Linked DNA regions of Anas platyrhynchos: region 2 is linked to region 1. A link is a contact called in public Hi-C data. All regions are on one chromosome and are shown on one strand. The core of a region is the stretch at or near the end of the contact, and the rest is flanking DNA. Distances in the headings are between cores, read along the strand shown. Region 1 holds the start of TAFA1 (TAFA chemokine like family member 1). Region 2 overlaps SUCLG2 (succinate-CoA ligase GDP-forming subunit beta).

The links. Hi-C and Micro-C count contacts between places; a contact is called where the count stands out from the background.
Region 2: a contact with region 1 is called in a Hi-C map of subcutaneous adipose tissue, with 2.7 times the contacts expected there. The contact joins the enhancer-like site here to the promoter of TAFA1 in region 1. A contact is called at or near these places in 3 of 8 Hi-C or Micro-C datasets (F1 follicle, liver and subcutaneous adipose tissue).

Annotation. Positions count from the first base shown.
Region 1 is chr13:5,872,696-5,878,152 of IASCAAS_PekinDuck_T2T, reverse strand. TAFA1 (TAFA chemokine like family member 1) reads left to right here and starts at 4,199. Exons shown (of 7, transcript XM_072044368.1): 1 at 4,199-4,933. LOC106014427 (a long non-coding RNA gene) reads left to right here. Exons shown (of 5, transcript XR_003500344.3): 5 at 1-1,501.
Region 2 is chr13:6,061,020-6,066,375 of IASCAAS_PekinDuck_T2T, reverse strand. The region is part of intron 9 of SUCLG2 (succinate-CoA ligase GDP-forming subunit beta); the gene reads right to left. Among named protein-coding and RNA genes, the nearest start is that of SUCLG2, 100 kb to the right of the region's middle. Within about 2 kb of position 2,260, at least 1 of the 8 cell types and tissues checked has an H3K27ac peak or open chromatin away from gene starts, as enhancers often do.

The sequences.
Region 1 (5,457 bases), core at 2,950-5,449:
TGAACAAGTAGGTTGATTTTATACCAGGTCAGCTCTTTACATTTTGCAGGTGTGACTTAATACTCAGACTTCAGAAGCTGAATTTGCAATACCATCTAACCACAGCTCCAAGAGAAGTTTATAACCCTCTCCCCGTGTCATCTCTATTGACCTCAAAATGAAACTCTTATTTGCCATACTTTGTGGATTATGGAGCCCTCTAATGTCAGGAAGCTGCACTGGGTGAAATGTGTCCTCTCCTCTGAGCTCATTCAAGTTGTGGATACTGTCAGATTCATTACTCTGCTTTAAAACACAGGATAGTATACTTTATGAATGAAAGACATGTATTATGTATGCTAGCACACTTCCAAATTGTGCTCCTGTTTACACTCTGAAATCTGCTGACTACAGTGGTACATAATCAGGACAGAACTCATCATTGTTTCTTTAGGAAATTCATATTTTTCTTGTTAGAGATGTTTTTGCTGCAGTAGTGACATACGTAGCTCCATCAAGTTCTGATCAGAAAATGGAGTAAATAAGCAGTTGCATTACAATTTCCTTCTCAGAACAGATACAAAGCAGATTTCTGGAAAAGGGCAGTAAGTTAAAGTTAGAAATAAAATCCTGCCAAACCCTGAAAGCTGAGCAAAATATGTTACCAAAGAAACCAAAAATACAAAAAGAGAGACAAGTCACTGAACCTCAGACATTGCCCACTTTCTAAAAGCCAAAGTAATCTATATTAATAGAGAGCTTAGCACGTAGCAATGACAAAATCTGTATTAAATGGCATAAAAAAGCCAGTCTAATTTTCCATGACCCTACATAAGCCTAGTAATACTCATTAGTGTCTACATAAATTTGTTAAACCTTCTTAGCATTGAGGAAACATGACTTCTTTCAATTTGGATTTGTTTGCAGCTAAAACTTTCAAACACTGTCGCTTTCATGGGGGTGATAATAACTTATATTTGAGGATTAAGGAAACACATTATATATTCCACATCTCAGTCAAAGTAACTAAACAGTGTGACCTACCACCTTTCTCAAAGCAATCAAATGGACAAATCTCTGCCCTTTAAAGTAAACAGGCTTGCCTGTAAGACAACCATTCTGAAATTCATAATCAAGTGAAAAATTAGATGAATGCAAGTGAGGTTATGAGTTGATGCAGCTTGATTGTAACAAGAGGGCCATTAATAGTTATTAATGATAAGTGGGATAAACTGTCAGATATCATCCATGTGTAACTAGGTAGACATGAACGAACGATTAATAAACGTGTCCTAAAGAAAAAGAATCCTTGGCTGAGACTTTAGTGAACTTGCAAGCTAGGAGAACAGATACAATAAAATGCTTAAACAGTGCATATGTTTTAACTTTGGGTATGTTCTATTTGAGTACGGACCCCATCAGCGTGCAATGGCCTGCCATGGATACAGCAAAGTTACAGATTTTAGAAGTCAGTCGCATAGAAGTGCCCCTTTTTGCTCAGAAGCCTTTATCCACCCCAGACTAATTTCATTATGCTGCTCAAGCTGACATACTGATTAAAAGAAAGTCATTCCATTTACTGTTCCTTTTAATCATTAGGTAAACATAATACGGAGTGCCTGGTACATTTGGTAAATATGAAGTAGATCAGTTATTACTCCTCAGGTGCTGATAGCACTATCGCACTGGGTTATCTCCAATGTTATCAACACCCCATTCTGCCATATAGCAACTTCTCAAAATTTCAGCATTGTACACAAGATGCCTTTGGGTATTTGCTTTTCTCTTTTTCAAATATACATAATCACTCAGTAATACCAGGATGGTTAAATTATCCGTACAGCCAAATGACTTTGAATTAGATTTCTTCCTTAACTACATCAACGCCCCATATGCCACTGATATCAGTAGAACTGAGACAATAATTTCTTCTGCTGGGGCTGTGTTCTGCACCCATCTTCAGGCTAAGGTGGCTCTGATGCACAAAGTCCCTCAGTAGCTCTTGCAGCTGCTCGCAGAGTACATGCTGCTCCAGATGAAGAGACGGCTGAGTCTGCCCATGCTGGTGCCAGAGTCCTCTCCTATGTCAGTGCTGTCACCCCTTACCAAAGAGGGGCATTTTCAAATAACTTGCATGACACTGTTTTCAAGGCCAGCGAAGGCATTGCAACAGAAGGGTGGGATTTTCAGAGTGCTGATGGAGAGCTCATTCTTCTTAAGCAATGGGAGCTTCAATATTAGTCTCTGTGAGAGTGGAATTGGTGTACAGCTTTCCAAACCTCTTCTCTGTAAAAAATTGCAGAACATATTTTAAACTCAAGGGATGATGTAATGTGGATAAGCAAAGCCAAGCTGGAACACTGATGGGCCTCCTTCCTTTTATCCTTCTTTTGGCAGAGCCACTTCTTTTCTTGCATTTGCACTGGCAATATCTGAACCTGCAAACAAGGAAATCAGTGGATAGGGTGCACAGAGATGGGAGGGGAAGGTATAGCACAGGCAGCAGTTTACCAGCATGTAGCCGATCCTTTCCCTCAGATCCACAGAAATATGGAGCCATGCTCTGCTGTCTTGCAGGGGTACCACACAGAAAGACATATGTCTAACTCCTGGTTAACTCTACCAAAAAGGAAGTTCTCTCATTCCGCAAGAAACAGTCTCCAAAGTCTTTTAGGTAGGAATTTTGAAAATCTCTAACGTGCAAATTATTTGTTTTCAGGCAATTCCTGTCATCTTTATTATTACAATTGCTATTACTATTATTGGCATTTTTGACCATAGTTGCTCATGCATTTTTCACAGAGTAAGGGTAAAATGGGAACCCAATTAATTTTTCCAATTCTAGTCTCACAACTATGAAAACAAAACAAAAAAATATTCAGCAGTTGACACCAGCCTGCCTATTATTTTGTTTGCTGCATACCCCTTTCCCTCCTGAACAGTTGCAACAAGATGAGCTTATATGTTGTCATTCTCTTTGTTTTCTCTTTGCAAGATGCTGATGTCTCACTGCAGACTGGAGAAGACTCCCAGCACGGCAGCTGTCTGGACCAGCTGCAGGAACAGGTTAGCTGGGAGTAAAACCTTCCAGAGACACAGGTTTAATACTGTTTGCATGGCTTCCCCTCTTCAGTTTGCAATCACTGACTTCAAGGAAGTGTTTTACAGGTTCCTACAGTCAGAACATTGCAGAGAAAAGTATTTGTTCATTCTTTCCTTCAGCTACTCCCAGGAACAGCCTGACAACAGTTGGTAAAAGGGAGGCGTTTTACCCTTCTGAGTCCCTTAAAGCAGCAATATCTTGCAAGACTGGAGGATGATTATAGGTGCCATGATTTTTTTGCTATCATCCTTCCTAGTTAGTCTATTCCAGTTTAATATATTCTCACAGCTATGATTTTCCGTGGGCATAATTAATATTTTGCCTTCTGAATGCAGCAAGATGCATTTGCTGGTCTGTTTAGAGGCTGAGCCAAAATGCACCGTTTCTCACTTGGTAACATTTTAATATTCTCAGGGAACACTGATCTATTTGTTAAAATTTTGTTCAAATAGAACAGCCAAAAATGATATGAGTCTTTTCACATGAATCTTTCCAACGTCCTTGTTTCAGGTATGAATTTTCTTCAGGGCTGTATATTTAATCTATTATTATTATTATTAAGGACATTGCAGATGGAGAAAAATAAAGGCAAGCAGGCAAAACTGTACACTGCTGAGATTCTCACCCTAATAGCTACATACAGTAAGGTGTAGAGTTTGCTGTGAGCATAAAAGTCTGGTCATGAACATTGACTGAACTTTCACTGTTTCCAGGAACATCAGCTCCTCCAGTATCGCTCTCATAAGACCAGATGTTCTCATTCCTTTGTCTGAATCTGTTTTTCTAAATAACACATTCTCAACACTTTCTCTGATTTTAACCTTATTAAGAACTTTATCCATTTCTCCCCTTCCACTAAGGAATAAGATCTTTAAAATGAACTATGAATTCTACAGAAATATCTTGGTTTAGACAAAACAACTATTGAGTAGCTAGATATTGTCAAAAAGACAGTAAGATCATGGCATTACTTTTATATCAGTGCTGACACAATTTAGCCTTCGGGCTCATGTCTGAATCTCCTGTTTGCTTGATTTATTGCAGATTTTTCTCTTATCAGGTGAATAGTTTGATCATTTGATTTTATTGTTGGTTTCTTTCCAGGTGCCAGAAGTAGTGAGTATTTAAATATATGTCCAACGTGGAGCAGGAAATTGAAAATTGATTCTCCACAGCATTTATCTGAGATGTGGTTCAAGATCTTCAAGTTAGCCAAAGCAAAGAGCTTCCACTCTCAGTGGTATGCCAGCTTGGCAGACAGTCTGGAGTTGATTCAGTGGCATCTTTGAAGAGAAATTCAGAAATTGTATATTTTTTAAACAAGTTTCCTAAATAAGCATAGAAGGTAAAAAAGACACCAAGAAGGATTTTTAATTACCTATGTGATGTTCAAGCACCTTTTAGTGGAAACAGAGGTGATGAGCTGGCAAATATGATTGATGATCAGATTACAACTCCTAATGATTTTCTTTAGCTGTGCTGTGGAGTGACTGCAAGCTCTGACACAGATCAGCCTTCTTGTGCTTGCTCTCATACACATAGACATAAAGGAGGTGGCTTCTGCCCAAAGCACTAACCCACAGACTGCAACAGGAGCCAGATTGGAAAGGACCAAAAGCTAAGAAGACACAAGGTGACAGCCCATTGCTGGAGCCTGAATATCCTCTGAGACAGATGCTTAGTGTGTGGGTGGCTGTTCCCACAAGCACACATCCGCTGCTAACCGGTGGCTCAGCCTCTGCCATGGAAGTGCATTTACTCTCCTCCAGCTTTCCAACCAGTTCCCAAGGTTGCTGAGTACGGCTGCAGCACAGGAGTGCACTCCAGGAAAGCTAAGTGCCTACTGTGAAAGTAAGTGGCAAGACATAAAGTCATATTTTCACTAATGTTTCTATGAATTTGATATAGTAACAGGGATGTACCGATTTGAAATGGTAACCTTTGTCACTCTGAGTCCTCTGTAAACGAGTGGTTAAAACGGCACTTGAGTGTTACACAGCTTAGTGACGTTTTTCTCAGCAAAATCAATGAAACCAGTCTTGGGTAAAATGTTTGCAAGAATATAAAAGTGACTTAGACAATTCTATGCCTAAGCTTGAGTTTGGTAGAGCAGCACCTTCGGTGGGGGCCCATAAAATGCTGCTTGGACTCCAGGAGCTGTGCTGTGCAAGGCAGCTCTAACCCTCTTTTACGCTCCAGCAGGAGAGAGAGTGCAATAATGATTCACTGTTACAGGCCAGCTCAATACAGATTGATTTGGGTTCCGTGTCTTTTTGTTTAAAATGTATTTCCACACAAATGGGTCTGGTATGTTCAAACTTCCTTAATAATAACTCCAACAAAATTCTGCAATAAATAATTTTAAATTACCCTAA
Region 2 (5,356 bases), core at 1,011-3,510, 190 kb before region 1:
GGAAGAAGCTACCAATGGTGAAACCTTACAAGGCCCCTTCTCTGCCTTGCTTCAACTACCTGGGCACATGCAAACATTCTCAGAGTTAGGAGGTAAAAACACAAAAAGGGAAAATAGAGCGGTTCAAACCCTCATGCTATTAACCCTTACGGTAGGGAGATATCTTTGCAAAGTGCTTTGATGTTAAAATGGGCTAGTGATGCTCTCCAGCAGCAGGACAAGCCCAGACACTGCTTTGCCCTTTCTAATACACGCTCCTAATTCAGGGACACTGCACCAGGCATGTGACAGATCAACTTAACCAAGGGTGTTTACATTATTAGAGATAAGGAGGAGGATTTTATGCTCAGTACAGATATTTTAATTCCTAATGCAGACATTCTCATTTAAGGATCTGCTTTTCAGCTTTCAAGCTGAATTCTAATCAGGTCCTCTAATCCATTGGCAGCAAAAGGAAAAAAATGTTGAAGGAAATTAGATGCAGCTTGGATAATTGATGTTTGTATGCTTGGCTTTAATAAAAATACACTGTTAAATTAGAGAGGAGTCTAAAAGGATTCAATCAATAAGAAACTGAATCAGGTACAGAATTCAATCTTGGGTTTTATTGTAATCTTCCAAATAAGCCAACAGATCAGCTCAAATGATGCTGAGATTCACCTTAACTCCTCGGAAATTCATGAACATTGTTTATATATGCTTCTGCAGCCTGACTGGATCTTGCATTTCTAGTTGAAAGAACTTTAACATTCAGACCCAGCAGATGGATGAAAAGGTTTTCAGTATTTCATGTGCACAGAGAATGCACGATCTCTGTGTCATTCAAGTCTGTAAGAAAAATAAACCTCCCATTGTGTATCAGAATTCTTACGCATTGGCATTCTCGGTATCTAATGCATATGGAACATGAATTTACATTAAGAGGGCAAACAGTTGAGTATAGGACAGGTTACTTGGTAGTATTTCTCTAATTACTATTTCTACCCAGTACTATATACCTTATAAAATTACTTTATTTCAGCAACATTATTAAGGAAATTCAAGTATATCCACAGGTTGGGCTCTTTCCATCCACCAAAACAACTGACAGATGTGAAATCACCCTCAAAAGTACTCGCAATTGATTATGGACTCCTCTGGAGAAATAAGGGAACCCACAATAGCATTAAGACATCACCATCAGTGGTGGTAACAACCCGCAGTCTGCCCAGTCCAAGCACCAGGGCTGGAAAACGAGAGTGATGGGAACTTTACGCAGATCTGTTTCTATATAAAATCATTATTGCGTTATTAATAACAATTTGAATTTGCAGCAACTTATTCTTTGTTGAAGTAAGCCTTAGCAAGGTTTGACAAAGCCTGCAATTCTACCTGGCACCAACAAGAATAAAAAAGTACCCCAAATAAATGTATTTCTGTATTAATTGAAGTAATTGTGCTAAGAGATTGCTGTTAGACTTGTTGTGGATCACTGACATAATCCACGAGGCTGCCAGTTGCAAGCAATTAAGGGTATTGCAGGTGCAGCAGAACAGCTTCACATACCTGCCTGCACTTGAAAACTGCATTTACTGTATTTTATTATTATTATTCTAAAATGTTCTTAGGCCTTAACAAAACGCACAATGACATCAGGTCACTGTACACTTCAGGATGACTCCAGGCAGCACCTATAAAGCACTCCACCTTTCCTAAAGCCCATTTAGAAATCTATATGCAGGCCGTCTCGCTGTCTGCAGCTCTGCACTCCAGTCTGCTCAACATCCTTCTGCACTAACACCACACATCTATATGCAAACATAGAGAGGCCAAAACCTTGACACTTACAAGTTGTGCTTGCTCTTTCATTTTCCACCTCTGTTACCGCCACAAAACAACAAGAACAGACTTCAGAGAGCAACGCACTGCAGCGCTGAGTGATGGCAGAAGTTTCATACCTGGTCAAACTCTGAATCTCACATAAAACACCAATCCCAACACAACTGCAAACTAACCCGAGATCTGATAATTGCTTTAAGACAGTCTAAGCATGGGCAGCCACCAAAGAGGGCGGCCTCGCACCTCCCCTGTGCTCGGAGTAGCATCCGTGATGGATGCCCACCAAGCCCACAGACACACAACACCCGCCCTGAGGCGAGGGAGAGCCCTTGACTGCTGTTAGGGCCTGGGATGGAGTGGGAATAACCTTCCCTGTTAACACAGGCTCATGTCAGTTGTGAAATCTTTTCCTCAGCTGTTACTTTTCAGGATCAGAATAGGCATGCAAAAAATGTGTGGGCAAAACCTCAGCTGTCCAACCCCCCAAATCACCAAGACCATGACTGTACAGCTCAGGTCTCTTCTGAATATTACTGAAAATGTATATTGGAACGTAAGTTGTTGGTTTTTAAAATGTATTTTACCATAAAACAAAATACTTCATGGTGTCCAACAGAAATAGCTCAAAAATGTAATTATTCTAATATTCAAATCCCCTAAAACCAAATTTCTGTTAGTGTACTTTTTATGAGAATGTCTCCCCAAAAAAACACAAATCATCATCTAAACCGATGACAGCATGAAAGGTTTGCAACAGTTTTCCACCTATTAGCAGTGTCAGACACAAGTCTTAGTGACTTGGTATGCATCTTTTTCCCTTATACGCACACAGGGATACATGAATACCAGGAACTATAAATATTATTATAAAATCACCAATACAATCTGACCCTGCTGTAAATTGTTGCTCTGAAGCTCAATCCATTTATTTTAGTTGAAAAGAAGCTATTCAGCAACTGTCAGTAAAATCACATCTGCAGCAAATTAAAAGCTACACCAGGAAATCGCTTGCTTACAGTTTGCTTTGACTGAAATCTGAAAAAACACCTTTACATCTCAAGCTAACTAAATTCAGGCTCTGACCACTCCCATCATCATAACTCTTTCATCAGCTAAAAACGTACCCAGACATATGAAACAGCCTACATTTGTCAAGATCTCTTCTCCTGGATGGCACGGGTCACATCTACATTGAAGCAGTTGCTTCGCATGCTACAGTTGGCTAACGTGCTCTTGCCTGGAGGCTCCTAGTGCTCTCTGAGGTTAAAACATGCATCATATCTCCCAGTCCTTCTAGTGAGCAGGGTCTAATTTTATATCCTCAAAAAATAAATTTATTTTTTTTAACCAAACTAATCCATGAAGTTGCCAGAAAACAAAAAAGAAAAGCACGCCTGCAGCATACTCTCAGGCAATAGTGAGAGAAATAAAACAAAGCCATGGATGAAGTGGGACATGTAGTTCTTCATTTTCAATCTAATAAGGTGCATTTAATCCTTCTTATTTTTCCACTGGCCTTTATTATTCATTTATTCACACCTTACTGCATTTGTGTCAATGTGAGAGAAGCAGATTACCTGCAACTTTCAATACCACACAACAAAAACCAGATGCCGTAAATTTGCGTCCTTACTCCACCCTTCTGCTCCAACTGATAAGTCAGACAAACATTTTTAAATGTCCCTGTATTACTATAAATTGGACTGCAGGTCAAATATAACTTTTTCTTATCCAGTTTTTAAATCTTACTGTAATCCACTGTTTTTTTATATAAGGCAACATTTATGGTTCATTTGCAAATAAAGATTAAATCTACTGTATTGGAGTGGGAGAAAGAGCCACAAATACAGAAACAATTGCTTAAAATCTCCACTAGAGGACAGTGCAACTCAATGTGGAAAGGGAATATCAAAATCCCCCTTGAGAGAAGAGCAGGGTTATTTTTTTTCTGCTTAAAGTCAAACCATCTTATTTTACTTTATAAAACGAGAAGCAAAATAATATTTTGCATCTTTGGGATGGAACTTTCAAAGTCTGGAGGTGATAAAATTAAGAAGGATGAGTCATCTAGAAGCAATGCAAGAATGCTTGCAGTCAAAAAATATTAATACCATGCAATTTTGAATGTTTTTGACTATTTTAAAATGGGCCAGGGTTTAAAATTTATTAGTAATGTGCCATAATATCACTGCAGGACAGGAACTCTGATGAATCCCCGAAACAAAATTCAGATGTTCTTTCAGTAGGAATGGAAGGCTGGCTGACAGGTAGGAAAAGCACATTAAGTATTTTCTCCAATGCTATTTTTTGGCTTCTATTTGAGAGGTCCTGAGGAACCTAAGTCTCTCTGAGAGTGAATGCCTGGTTTCTGCTACCCCCAGTTGTTGTATGTTATGCCCTCTTCTTGCACAGCTGGTGAGATGGCAGCCTCTGGCCTGCACACCAGTACAGCACTGGGGGAAAGCCCTTTTAGCAATGCAACTCCTTTGGTGACACAGTAAAAATCCCAAACACCACATTTCTGAAAAATCAAAATTTTTCATTCTCAGCTTCTGATGCACCAAAATAGCCTACGGTCTTGAGATTTTGTTGTTTATTGCAAATTCAGGATCTAGAACAGGACACAATTGCATTGGATTTTGCTGGTTTGAAAATCATTCAGCAATGATATTCTGCCAATAAATCATATCATGTTTGTGGCCCCTTGACGGGGTGAGAAAAGCATTCAGGTAAGCAGGGGAGGGCTCTGACACCAAAGACAGCTCAGGATGGACCACCAGGGACACCTCAGTCCTTACAAGAGTAAGGAAGAGAGGGAAAGAAAAATGTTGAGGCCATGAAGTACTATTCTAAACTGTACTTGAGCATCAAAACAACAGCTTTTAGCACTGTTTTGGGGATGGAATGCACCTGTCAGTTCCTAAAACAATTGAATTTTTGGTGCCAATATAAGGGGATAAGTTTTCTATGAGATCATGGGTACAAGGAATAAAAGAGCATAAATTAAATTTGTTCCGACTATCATTTAAATATACGAGCTTCAAGGAGATCAAGTCCCTGGATAAGCCGATCAGAACGCAGATCAAAATAAGATGAAGGGATGAGGACTACTTACACGACTGCATATTGCAAGAGCAAAACAACACACACGATCAGTTCTTCTGCATAGGATGAGGGTGCAGTATTTCAGATTTCATTTAAATTTCTGTTTGTGCACCCAGAATCCAGCATAGCTGCATGTTTAGGTCTGATTTGGGGGATTTCATGGAAGCAAAAACAAGGCACGCACATGCCACCGATCTCACAGGTATATTTGGTAAGCACTGGTCATTAAATACTTTGGGAATTCATGTTATTTGACTGCACCATATAATAGGTTATACATACCCTCCAAATCCACTTACCTAAAATGGGTTTATACAGTAGAATGACTGTAAAAGGTTTATTCAGATTGATCCATTATTTACTGAATTTTGCCTCTGCACTTAAGATTTAGATTCTCAGAGAAACTATACTATGTGCTACCTTTATAGTAGTC